Regions from separate parts of the Mus musculus genome. Here regions 1, 2 and 3 are each linked to region 4. The links are chromatin contacts, called in public promoter capture Hi-C maps. All regions are on one chromosome and are shown on one strand. The core of a region is the stretch at or near the end of the contact, and the rest is flanking DNA. Distances in the headings are between cores, read along the strand shown.

Evidence for each region. Promoter capture Hi-C pulls out the DNA fragments that hold promoters and counts their contacts.
Region 1: a promoter capture Hi-C map of pre-B cells shows a contact between it and region 4, with 6 times the contacts expected there. The contact joins the promoter of Ap1g2 here to the promoter of Mettl3 in region 4. A contact is called at or near these places in 2 of 39 promoter capture datasets (cranial neural crest and pre-B cells).
Region 2: a promoter capture Hi-C map of liver shows a contact between it and region 4, with 3 times the contacts expected there. The contact joins the promoter of Mrpl52 here to the promoter of Mettl3 in region 4. A contact is called at or near these places in 4 of 39 promoter capture datasets (cranial neural crest, hippocampal neurons, liver and 1 more).
Region 3: a contact with region 4 is called in a promoter capture Hi-C map of liver, with 4 times the contacts expected there. The contact joins the promoter of Lrp10 here to the promoter of Mettl3 in region 4. A contact is called at or near these places in 2 of 39 promoter capture datasets (hippocampal neurons and liver).

Annotation. Positions count from the first base shown.
Region 1 is chr14:55,105,163-55,108,075 of GRCm38.p6, forward strand. It overlaps Ap1g2 (adaptor protein complex AP-1, gamma 2 subunit), which reads right to left and starts at 1,431. Exons shown (of 22, transcript NM_007455.5): 1 at 1,346-1,431; 2 at 763-967; 3 at 144-268; 4 at 1-7. The coding sequence starts at 966. Jph4 (junctophilin 4) reads right to left here. Exons shown (of 6, transcript NM_177049.5): 6 at 1,664-2,913.
Region 2 is chr14:54,425,582-54,428,328 of GRCm38.p6, forward strand. It overlaps Mrpl52 (mitochondrial ribosomal protein L52), which reads left to right and starts at 1,328. Exons shown (of 5, transcript NM_026851.2): 1 at 1,328-1,379; 2 at 1,453-1,510; 3 at 1,590-1,657. The coding sequence starts at 1,352.
Region 3 is chr14:54,462,886-54,465,938 of GRCm38.p6, forward strand. Lrp10 (low-density lipoprotein receptor-related protein 10) reads left to right here and starts at 1,262. Exons shown (of 7, transcript NM_022993.3): 1 at 1,262-1,726; 2 at 2,019-2,063; 3 at 2,689-2,824. The coding sequence starts at 1,690.
Region 4 is chr14:52,303,812-52,306,615 of GRCm38.p6, forward strand. It overlaps Mettl3 (methyltransferase like 3), which reads right to left and starts at 1,313. Exons shown (of 11, transcript NM_019721.2): 1 at 1,077-1,313. The coding sequence starts at 1,176.

The DNA of each region.
Region 1 (2,913 bases), core at 181-2,680, 2.8 Mb after region 4:
CAGGTCACTGTAAGGTTGGAAGGATGGTCAGTCAAGTCTGAGAAAACCAGTTTGTTGCAGTACTGATAGCAGGTAGCCCGCTGGAATTTTGCAGTTCCCCCTCTCCCAGCGCCCTGATTTCAAGTGCCCCAGAACCCTCTCACTTCTTGATGCTGTTGGTGATGAGCAGATGGGAATCGTGCCTCTCATCCAATAGAAGCATGGCCCCAAGGTAGCCCACCCTCTTGTCTGTGAATCTGGGGGAGGCGATCAGTTTCAGGCACTCCATCTATAGGGAAGGAGGCAGACCAGGAGGGCAGTGTGAAACCACAGGGCACTAACTTCCGGGCTACAATCTCCTTTAGGCCAGATTAACTTGTGAGGGATCATATTTCATCACTCTCTCTGTAACCAGAAGCTTAAGTGTGGATCCAGATGACAGCAGGCAGGTTTCAGGGACCTGTGTAGGAGTGGAGTCTGGAAAGGGGATGGGGAGGTGCTGAACGGGGCTGGCAAGAAATCACTAGTAGGGTGATAAAAGGTTCAGAAACTAAAGGATTTAGCTGGGTAGGGCGGGGCATGCCTGAAAGTCCCTACACTGAAACGGAGGCAGGGTTTTCTCGAGTTCCCAGTCCGGGCTATAGAGAACCTGTTTCGAAACAAAAAAACTGGAGGAAAAAAACAAAAACAAAAACAAAAAAACAAAAACCACAGCCTGGGTACAAACACAAAGGGGCGCACTGGCCATCTTCCTCAAAATTTGTAGCCATCCCAGGCCAGTACCTGTCCAAAGTGGGCGGGGTAGCCCAACATGTGGACGTAGAGCAGTTTGGCCAGCTGGCGATGCCTCTGCAGGGGATCCCCATCGCGGAAGGAGGCCCGAATTTGGGCGCACTCCTTCTGGATCACCTCCCGTTCCTGGGCCTGCGTCTTGGCCCCGCGAATCTCTTCGATTAGGTCCTGAAGTCTCAACGAATGCACCACCATCCTGGGGACAGAGCCCGGGAGTTGAAAAGACTTTATTTCAACACGTTCTAGCCGGTTGGATAGAATTGCCTTGTGCCAAGATCTCGAAGGGATTGCGTCCCACCGCCGCCCTAAAACTGTGCCCACTTTTACCTCCCACATGTACCCGGGGGCCACCCTCCCGCCTCGCAAGGACATCCCCACTACGCATGCGTCCTTGCTCCACCCTGTGGCTGTTTCTACTGAGCCTGCGCTACAGACCAGTCTATTTCTCGCTCTTCTTCCCGGACCAGTTTCTCCTCTCTAGTTTTCCTTCTGGTTCTCTGTACTATTCCCTTCGCGAGATTTCTTGCCCCCATTCCCACTTCAGAAGGCACTAGTTTCCCAGTCCCAAGCTCACCTGGCTTCGGTGTCAACTTTGCTCCTCTACCCCCCACCCAGCACTTCCTGGTATGGGACAGAGCTGGGGTTGGTGCTCGGTTCGGGGCCCTTCCCTCTTCCCCGCCTCTATCACGGGACCCCGCCCCTCTAGGGCCTCCCTGCTGAGTCGTCTTGACATTTCTGACCTCTGGCCTGTCTCTGGCACTTTGGTAAAGGAGCCTAGAATTGTTCCATGATTGTGGCTCCCCCAGGGGCCTCACTTTTCATCCACCCCACCAGGTGGCACTCAGAGAGCTTGAGTCAGAAGCCATCGCACCCCAAAGGAGATGACAGTCCCCCCCTTTTTGGAACTTTTTTATTAATATACTTTTTTTTGTTAAATTTCTTTGTTATTTTTTTTTTCCTGCAAGACTTGATGTTGGCGGCACTGTTGTATAACTTCAATCCCAAATTCCATGAAATAGAAATCAGAAGTAAAGATTGAGAAGGAAGGAAGGAAGGGAGGCAGGAGGAAGGCAGGCCAGGGAGTAAACAGAGGTTGACTAGAAAAATAAGAAGAGTGTGTGTGTGGTGGGCATTCCTGGGCAAGGCCATTCCTTGAGGAAGGGATTGATTGGCAGGCAGCTTGCCTCTGCCTCATGCAGGGTAGGAAAGTCCCCCGGGGTTCCACAGTCCCCTCTTGTACAGCTTTCTGTCCCCAGAGGGAAAGTTAGTCCCAGGGATCAGCCATAATCTCAAACAGGCTCTCCCCCCAACTCTCGTCCGGGGTTGACACCCACCTCTGCCCTGCCCTGTGTGGGGCAGCGGCTTCCTCTGATTCCCCGTTAGCTCCCATCTCGCAGGAGTCTACGCGAGGGGTTAGAAACTAGACTTGTGACAGCATCTGCTGCCCTTCAGCCCTCAACGTGTTCGCCCCACAACTGTCAGAGCTGAGGACTGGGGTCCTCGCTTGCTGCAGCGCCTCTAACCCTCTGCAGAAATGTCTTCTTCAGTCCCCTTAGGAATTTAATCAAAGGCCACAAGTGAGTCCAGACCAACCAAATAAATTTTCAGGGGGGCAGAGAAGGGTAGAGAGGTGAGTGGCAGAATCTGAAGAGGGGCGGGCTTGGTTGCACCAGATGGTTTTTCGTTGCTTTTCTCAATACTCTTGGCTTGGCGTGCCATCCTTGGTGGTTGGGAGAGGGACTGGTTGAGGAGGGCAGGAGAGGGAGCACGGGGAGTTTCCTGTTGTTCGCTCCCCTTTTCTCCCTCAGGGAAGATCAAAGTAGGCAAGAACTTAGGTAGGTTCTGGGAGGTAAGAGTGGAGGGTACTTTTCCTGCAGCTTTCCCTTGGGGCCAGTGAGCCCCAAGTGGCTCAGGCAGTGCCTTGTCTGGCCACCCAATCACTTCTTATGCATTTCCTTTCTCCCCTCCACTCAGATTCCAGGAGATTCCTCAGGACACCAAACCCCCACCCTTGGTGAAGTTTTGATTCAAAGAAAAGGTTGGGGAGGACATGGGGGGGGGCAATGGTCTGACTTAGATTTGTGTATCTCAGAGGAGAGAGCAACTCTGAGAGAGAACAGCCCTTCATATGTAAACAATCTA
Region 2 (2,747 bases), core at 78-2,577, 2.1 Mb after region 4:
TGATTGGCCCACAACTGTCTTGGAACATGTACCAATCCAGCCTTGAATTCCTGGAGTCAGTCTATCAGCAGATCTACTGGGAGGGAGAGAAAGCCCACAAGATTCTTTGTTTTATGCTGCCAGGCTTTTGTCTCAGGCTAGGAGGAGAGGAAGAAACCAGACATCGTGGAAATTCATCATTATCTAGTCATGGTCTTTTATCTGTCTGCCTACCAGGGAATCTGTCCAACTCTTGGGCCCTTAATACAGAAATGCCTGATTTGGGAACATTTGAATATATGTTTGTTGGGGATGGACCTGAATTCTAAGCATAAAATTCTTTCATGCTGAATGTTATTTTTGAGTATGCTAAGGATGAATCCACAGTCTAAGCATGCTAGACAAGTATTCCACCACAGCATCATCGCCAGCCCTTAGTGCACCTGATTTTTTTTGACAAAAATTCCGTCATGACTTCGGGTGTGTAATTCTCCATCGTAGCATCATGTTTGGATTCAACAGGTTTGGTTTGGGAGCACTTCAGTTTCCAGGTTTAATCCACTCAAAAAGTATACCTAACTCATGAGAATGTGTGGTTTAAAATTAGAATCAGAGTCACCTTACATCCCTGCATTCGGGAGCAGAGGCAGATGTATCTCAATGAGTTCGATGCCAACCTAGGCTACATACTGAGTACCATAGTTACATGGTGAGACCTTGTTTAAAAAAAAAAAAAAATAATAACTGGCACCAGTACAACTTCCTCAAAAAAATGTTTAACAGTGTCCTCAGATCCGTGCTTCCATACATAGTCTTGCAAATGACATATACTTCCCTTCCCACCACTGGGCTGCACTATTAGTCATGTCTGTGATCATTTGTCTTCCTAGACTCAAATGCCTTATCTGGACTGTTTTTTAGCTACCCCTATAATCTCCTAACCCATTCACCACTTCTTCGACTCCGTTGGATGAGAACCAAATTTTTCCAACTCGTTCTACACTTGATCATATCAGAAAACAAACGTTAAAATGAAGCAGAAGGCTGCACAATGAGGTTCGTTGGATGCGACACTTCTGAGTTACCCTAAATTTCCCAAGTCTGGAGAACGTCCGGGAAAGGACTTGGAAACAGCTGCGAAGGATTCGGTCACAGGTATCTCAACCACCTCGGAGGGTGCAAGATGCACGCGCGGGGCAGTTCCTCCTGTTCAGAACACTCAGCCCACAGCTGACTCCCACTTCCGTACGATAACGCAAGATGGTGGGACCGGCGATTGAAAACCACATTCAAGATGTCGGCTTCCGGTTTTCCCGGCAGCGTCCCGCGTGGCTGCCGGGGCCACGCCCACTTCCGGTTCCCTTGCTCCGGCATGGCTGCCTTAGGGACCTGGCTGTCCAGTGAGTGATTGTGGGGTTGGGGACACGGGAGCCGCGGGGCGACCAGCCCTCTAACTCCCTGCTCTTCCATTAGGTGTCCGGAGATTGCACTGCAGCGTAGTGGCGCGGGCCGGTGGCCAGTGGCGACTCCAGTGAGTGCCGTGCCGGGCGGGGGCGCGGCGGGACCTAGTATCCCGCCGCGTCCTCACCCACACTGTCTCCCCCACCCAGGCAAGGGCTGGCTGCCAACCCTTCCGGCTATGGGCCCCTCACGGAGCTCCCTGACTGGTCCTTCGCGGGTGAGCCTTGATGTCAAGGGTTTTTTGTTTTTGTTTTTTTTCCTCCGAGACCACCGGGGTAAGGGTTGGGGGCGTGTCTGGGAAAATAGTGAACCTTTTACTTGAGTTGGAGGACTGCAGCTCTACCTTTGCCTGACTGTGTAGCCGGGTGTTAGTTCACCCCTGAGGTTTTAGGTTTGGAGAGCTGAGGCAGAGGGATTGCTGTGAGGTTAGTGCTATGTAAGGAATCCTTGATTATCCTGAACTACAGAATGAGACCCTGTGTATCAATCAAGAAATAGTAATTGGCTAAGGAAAGTTAGCTGTCAGGATCGTATCCTGAAGGTATAAGGAAATACTAACGTGGGCTGTTCTGGGCTTGGAAGTATGTATGACTTTTATCCTCTCAGAAGGATAAAACTCTCACATGTGTGGTGAGTGTATTTTGACAATTCGTTTGCAAATGTACAAGGAATTCTTTGAAAAGCTGCTGAAAAGAACACCGAAGATCCCTACAAGTCTGAAATGGCAGACTCAGTACAGAGAAGTCTTTTTCTCTTTAAAAAAAAAAAAAAAAAAAAAACTTATGGACTGAAGGATGCCTTTAAAATGCGGTGCCTGTTCTTCCGGAGGACATGGGTTCGATTCCCAACACCCACAGGGTGACTCACAATTGCTTGTAACTCCAGTTCCAGGGGATCCAATGTCATCTTTTCACTTCCACCTTTACCAGGCACCCACATGGTGCACAGACATACATACAAACACAACACCCAAGCACATAAAAATAAAACTTTAAAAAAAGCAAAATTAAAAGAGAGTAGTGACGCATGCCTGCAATCGGCACTCACGAGGCAGAAGCACTGAGAGCTAGGGGATAGCCTTGGCTACATAGTGAAACCTTGCCTCAAAAATCAAGAGTGAGGGAGAAAAAAAACCCTATATTTCATTATACAATGAGATGAAGTTTAGCAAAGAGACACATTGAGTGAAGGGTTTCTGAAGAGAAAAGTGAGTTCAGCTTGGCAGACGGCCCTAGGTCCATGCTAATGACAGGGTTAAATGATAGGAAGAGCGTGCCTATGAAGTCATTTCGTGATTCTGTTGGACC
Region 3 (3,053 bases), core at 12-2,511, 2.2 Mb after region 4:
AACACTGACTTCTCAGAGGTGTGGTCACCTTTCAGTGAGATAATATATGCAAAATGCTATGATTAATACCTAGCAGATGGTGAGTGATTCTCTAGAAGCACTGAAAATATTTGTTGACATTTATTTTAATCATTCATCCACACACACACACACAAGTTGCAATGTATGCCACAGCACACAGGTAGATGGCATTTATTCATGTTTCATATACACATCACAAGTAGCCTGATGATAAATTTAATCAAGTATTTTTAGCAATGCTGAAGATGAAACAAAGTTTTACTGTATGGAATTTCCCACCTGTGGCACTATGTTGGTGCTCAAATTGTTTAAAACAGTGGGAGCCATTCAGATTTGAATATTCAGATTTGGGGAAGGTATTACTAAACTTCTCCATGCCAGCACTTCCTTATCTGTAAAATGGAAGTAACCATAGACTACCTCACAGGACTGTTGACAAGAGGAACAAACATCTCGCTGTTAAATATTTACTATATGTATACTAAATGTACTTAGGTATAAGCCTGAAATGTGAAAAAAAATATTCAACTTGTTATTCTTTTGTAAATATTACCCACCTGTGCCACAGGAAACCGGAAACCCACAAAATTTAATAATACTACCCTGTAACTGAGAATAATTGTTGCTATCAGATAGAAACACCTCACTTCCTATGTCTGCCAACGTGCTTAGGGCTCAATCTACAATGTTACCCTAAATGTTCACAAGTACCATAGGAGGGAGTCACACTATCATGACCCTCAATTTTTACAGGACTGCTTGAACGGAGGAGTAATTTTCTCAAGTTCACGGATCCAGCAAGTGAAGCCATATTATGTCTTTACCATTCGTAGAGATCACTGCATCTCAGCAGGAGAGCAAGCAACACTCTTGGGACAAAGGTACCCAGTCTAGGCCCCAGCCTACAGGAAGTGTCAGTTTCCAAAGCTGAGGCGGGGGCGGGAGTGATGAATAAACATTGTAACAGATAATTATAATAGCGCCTGGTAATTGGTTCAGTAAAGGCTTACTACCAGAAGCGCTACGGGATCTAAGGCGCTGGGTGAAGAAAAAGTACTGAGGATTTAAGGGTCCAAAGACACGTAGCAGTTACGGCGGGAAAAGCAGACATCCTTTGACAAGACACATCTGAAAGATAACGCAGGCGGCAGCCAAAGGGCGATCCGGAGCGTGACGGCAAAAGCAACCCGGAAAGGAGCTGAGCGCAGGTGGGCGTGGCCGCGCGGTGACTGGCAGGGGTGGGGCCAAGCTGGCCGCGCCCCTCGTCGCCGGCTGCTGGGCTTCGGCCGGGGTCCGCTGGGGCACCGCGAGCTGTGCAAAGCCGCCGTCCCCTAAGGGCCGCGGGGACCGAGCCGCACGCCGGCTCGGGGACGGGCAGTCCACAAAGTTTGGTCCGCGGAGGACGCAGCGTCGAGCCCGGCAGGTGCGGCCGGGCCTGGCCGGGGCGCTCGCGGCCTTCCGGGCGAGCACCGCCGGGCACTGGTAAGGAGCGATCAACTCTGAAGTTAGCAAGAGGCGTCACGCCTGTTCCTCTCCGCCGTGCGTCCAGCCCTGGCACCCCGAGCCTGGGTCGCACCGGGGCTATGCAGCCCCCACCCGGCGAGGAGCTTCCTGCCAGGTAGACAAGAGGCGCCCCGGGACCCTGCCGGCACCCCTGTTCAACCCAGGATGCTATCGGCCCTCCCTCTTCTTTTCCTCCTCCTCGGTAAGAGTCCCCGCCCCGGTGTCACTGCCCGCCGTCCCGCGCCCTCCTTGGTGACCCACGACCCCTGCGACCGCCGCCCCGTCGAGCCTCGGCCTCCTCTCGGGCTGTCCCACACTGTCCCTCCCACTCACAGCCAGGGAAGGCGACCTTTCGGCGAGGTCACGCACCTCCTTCCGGCTCCTCTACCCCTTCCTATAAACTGTCCGGAAGTCTCAGATGGGCCTCCCCTTGGAGTTGCCCAGGTGAAGAAAACTTGACTCTCTCTGCTGCCCTTTCTCGATTCCCCCTCTAGGAGGTGCTCTGGCCCGCCCAGACCGGATCACTTTCCCACGTTCTGGTAAGTAAAGCGAGTTCCTAGGGTTCTGGGGCATGGGAATGAAGATGCACCCTAGAGAAAAGAATCTCTCCCCTGGATCCTGGAGTCTGCTGTAATTTTAGAATAGGTATCATCCATTACTTTACAGAAGGGGAAACTGAGGCTCAATGTGAACTGGCACCTGGTAGTTGTTAAGAACCATCTCGTTTTTTTATGTGTAATATCCGTGTTTTGTCTCCCTAGTTAGGGTAAGGTCTTCCTGAGAGTAGAAACAGTATTTCTCTGCCAACTGACCCTGTGGCTGGCACAAAGCCTACAGTAACATTACTTATAGTGTGAATACTTAAGATGAAGTATAAAGAATATGGAAAAGGAGTAGGGTTGTCAACTCCTATAATCCCAGCACTTGAGAGGCAGAGGAAGGAGAATCAGTTCAAGGCCAGCCTCAGCTATATAGTGACTTTGAGGATATCCTAGGTTACAAAAGGTTTTTGTTTTTAAACAAACAAACCAAAAAAAAAAAAAAATGGAGAGGGACCAGTTGGCTGTAACTGGTGGGTGGAGATTTTTGCCATCTTGAGGCATTCAGAGGGGAAGAAGAATATTAAAGAACTCTACCAGTGTCTCCCCCCCCTTCTCCCTCTAGCTTGTGAGGCGCCCCCAGCTGTGCTCTCAGAAGTACAAGGCACTTTACAGAGGCCTCTAGGCCGGGACAGCCGAAGCTCCCCTGCCAACTGCACCTGGGTTATCCTGGGCAGCAAGGATCAGACAGTAACTGTCAGGTGAGAAATAAGGCAAGTCCCCATTTCTCTCTACTGCCCCTTCCCTCTCCCTCTGAAAAAGCCTTTGATCACCTTTCTATGATATTACCATCCTTGTCAGCAGAAGAGAATTTGGTTTGTCTGGGTCTGCTGTAAAGGCTTAGCTATGGTGGATATTTAGCTTGGGGACTGTCCATCTCAAAAGGACTCTAGAAATTATTCTGGGTTCAGCTAGACTTGTGATGAGTCC
Region 4 (2,804 bases), core at 63-2,562:
CCAGCAACCACATGGTGGCTCACAACCATCTGTAACAAGATCTGACTCCCTCTTCTGGAGTGTCTGAGGACAGCTACAGTGTACTTACATATAATAAATAAATAAATCTTTTAAAAAAAAAAGTGCTGGGATTACAGGCATGAGCCACCATGAAGGGTTTTTCTCCCTGCTTTTTCTTCTAATCTTCTTTGATTCTCACATAGATTTTTAAGCTCCTTTAAGGTAACAGCAGTGTCTTCTTTTTGCCGAAACCCATGAGTAGTGTAGATATGCAATAAATGTTCACAAATTACGGTGAGACTGAATTTCACCAAGGTCTGCTGTTGTGAGCTGTGAATACTGCAAAGCACTGACATGCTACCCACACATGTAGTATGGATTCGGTATTCTCGCAGAGCTTTGCAACTGGTTTACCTTAAATAATTGAGCTTGTGCTGGAGAAGGCTATTAGGGTAGTACTCTTTTAAGTGCCTTCAATTTTTCTAACTTTGTCATACAAGGGGGAGGGGGAAAATGTTTAAAGACCAAAATCAAGTGTTTTCAGATTCTTGCTACGTTTGTAAACACTTGCACTACTCATTCATTAAGGTCCTAGTGAGAAGGTCCTAGTGAGGACCCTGTTGTGGCTGCTAAACCGGGCTCTGGGGATAGATATACAGAAGCAATCCTTGCTCCCCGCCCACATGGGAAAGAAAAGACAGTGACAAAGCAAACGTTACAACTAAGGTAAAACAGGCACAGAAGCAACAAAACGGGTTTTGCTGGCTCTCGGAATAAGGTACTGAGAGGCTTCACGGACGCAACATTCTCCTAGACAGGACTGGAATGGGACCCAAGGAGAGGAGTGGACCCATGTTGGTGTGGTGTTACGCTTGAAAAACCGACGCCCGGGAGGAGGCACTGCAAGCTTTCCCGCAGGTGGGCATGCGTTTCAGCTACTCGGGAAAGATGGGGTAACCAACAATCGAGGAGTCCAATAAAGGGCTGCTCCGGAAAGGGCGCAGAGCCCGGGGCTGTCTTCCTCTCCAGGAGTCTCTCGCCCCGCCCAGGCCCGCCCCGACCACCCCGCACCTCACCCAAGTGCCCAGAGTCCTGCTTCCGTCGCCGCTGCAATCTCTCGCGAAGCGAGTCCAGCTGTTTCTTATGGGCCTGGATAGAGCTCCACGTGTCCGACATCCTAGCTCCCAGCGCGGACTCGGCTCGAATCAGGCGCGGCGGACTAGCACCTCCCCAGCCTAGAACTAAGAAACATCTAATTCTCACGAGGACGCCCGAAGGCCAGCCGGATAGAGCCAAGATGAAAAGCCACTTCCGGTTGGCGAACCAGCCGGACGTAATCCTCACGGTAGTTCTCTCTCGTGTTTCCGGGAGCGCTGAGGCTGTGTTTGCCATGTTGGTAGCTGGCAGACCCGCCATGTTGTTTCTTTAAGTCGTTAGTGACAACGCATTTAAAATAGCAGGGCTAGAACAAGTGTGAGTGTTTGACGGGTGGGTGTATGCGTGGAGAGATGGATGGACGGGAAGGAGTGAACAGACTGTTAGTCTGGTTGATTGTATATTCTGGTCCTTGCACATACGGTCAAGCACTGTATCATAGATTTCTGCCCTTAAGGCCCCAGATTTTCTAAGTTAAATATTATCTTCCTTCCTTCCTTCCTTCCTCCCTCCCTCCCTCCCTCCCTCCCTCCCTCCCTCCCTCCCTCCCTCCCTCCCTCCCTCCCTCCTTCTTTCTTTCTTTCTTTCTTTCTTTCTTTCTTTCTTTCTTTCTTTCTTTCTTTCTTTCTTTCTTTCTTTCTATACAAAGTGTGTGAAAGGAGAGTGGAGTTTCACTATGTGGTTCTGCAACTCACAATCCTCCTGCCTCAATATCCGAGTTCTGGGAATTCAGGCATATTCTAAGACAAACATCTTAATTAGGGAACCATCTTTTTCAGCGTGAGGGAGCACTCTTTAAAAATGTTCAGGATGAGTGGAGAGATGTCTCGGCAGGTAAGAGCACTCAGTGCTCTCCCAGAGGTCCTGAGTTCAATTCCCAGCAACCACATGGTTACTCATATCCATCTGTAATTGGGATCCGTTGCCCTTTTCTGGTGTGCCTGAAGACGGCTACAGTGTACTCATATACATATAATAAATTTGTTCTTTTTTTTTTTTTTAAAAGAAAATGTGCAAGAAATGGGGAGGTAGCTCAGTAAAGTGTTTGCTGTGAAAGCATGAGATTCTGAGATTCCCAGAACCCACATAAATTTAAGGCAAAGCTGTGTGGGGTGGCAGACATTGTTTTAGCTTAATTTAGAAAAAGGTTTATTTTTGTGTTTGAATATTTGTATATGTGTGTTTGTACACACACACACACACACACACACACACATACCTGGCTCCCCTGGAGACCAGAAGACGGAGTCATCTTCGTGAACTAGAGTTACAGGCAATTGTGATGTACAATGTGGGTGCTAGGGTTTGAACCTGAGTTCAATTCTGTAATAATAAATTGTGCTCTTTACCACTGAGCCTTATCTCCAGCCCATGACTAGGCAGTTGTTATCTCAGTGTTGGAAAGGCAGAGAACAGTAGATCTCCTGGGCTGGCTATCAAACCTATCCAGAAACAAAAACTAAAGTAAAATTATTTCTATTATTGCACTGAATGGTCTTATGTACAGTAGTTTGATTACAAAAACTAATAAAATAGTCCCTAAATAATGAAAAGTTAAGGGGCTGGAGAGATGACTCAGCAATGAAGAGCACTGTCTGCTCTTCCAGAGGTCCTGAGTTCAATTCCCAGCAACCACATAGTGGTTCACA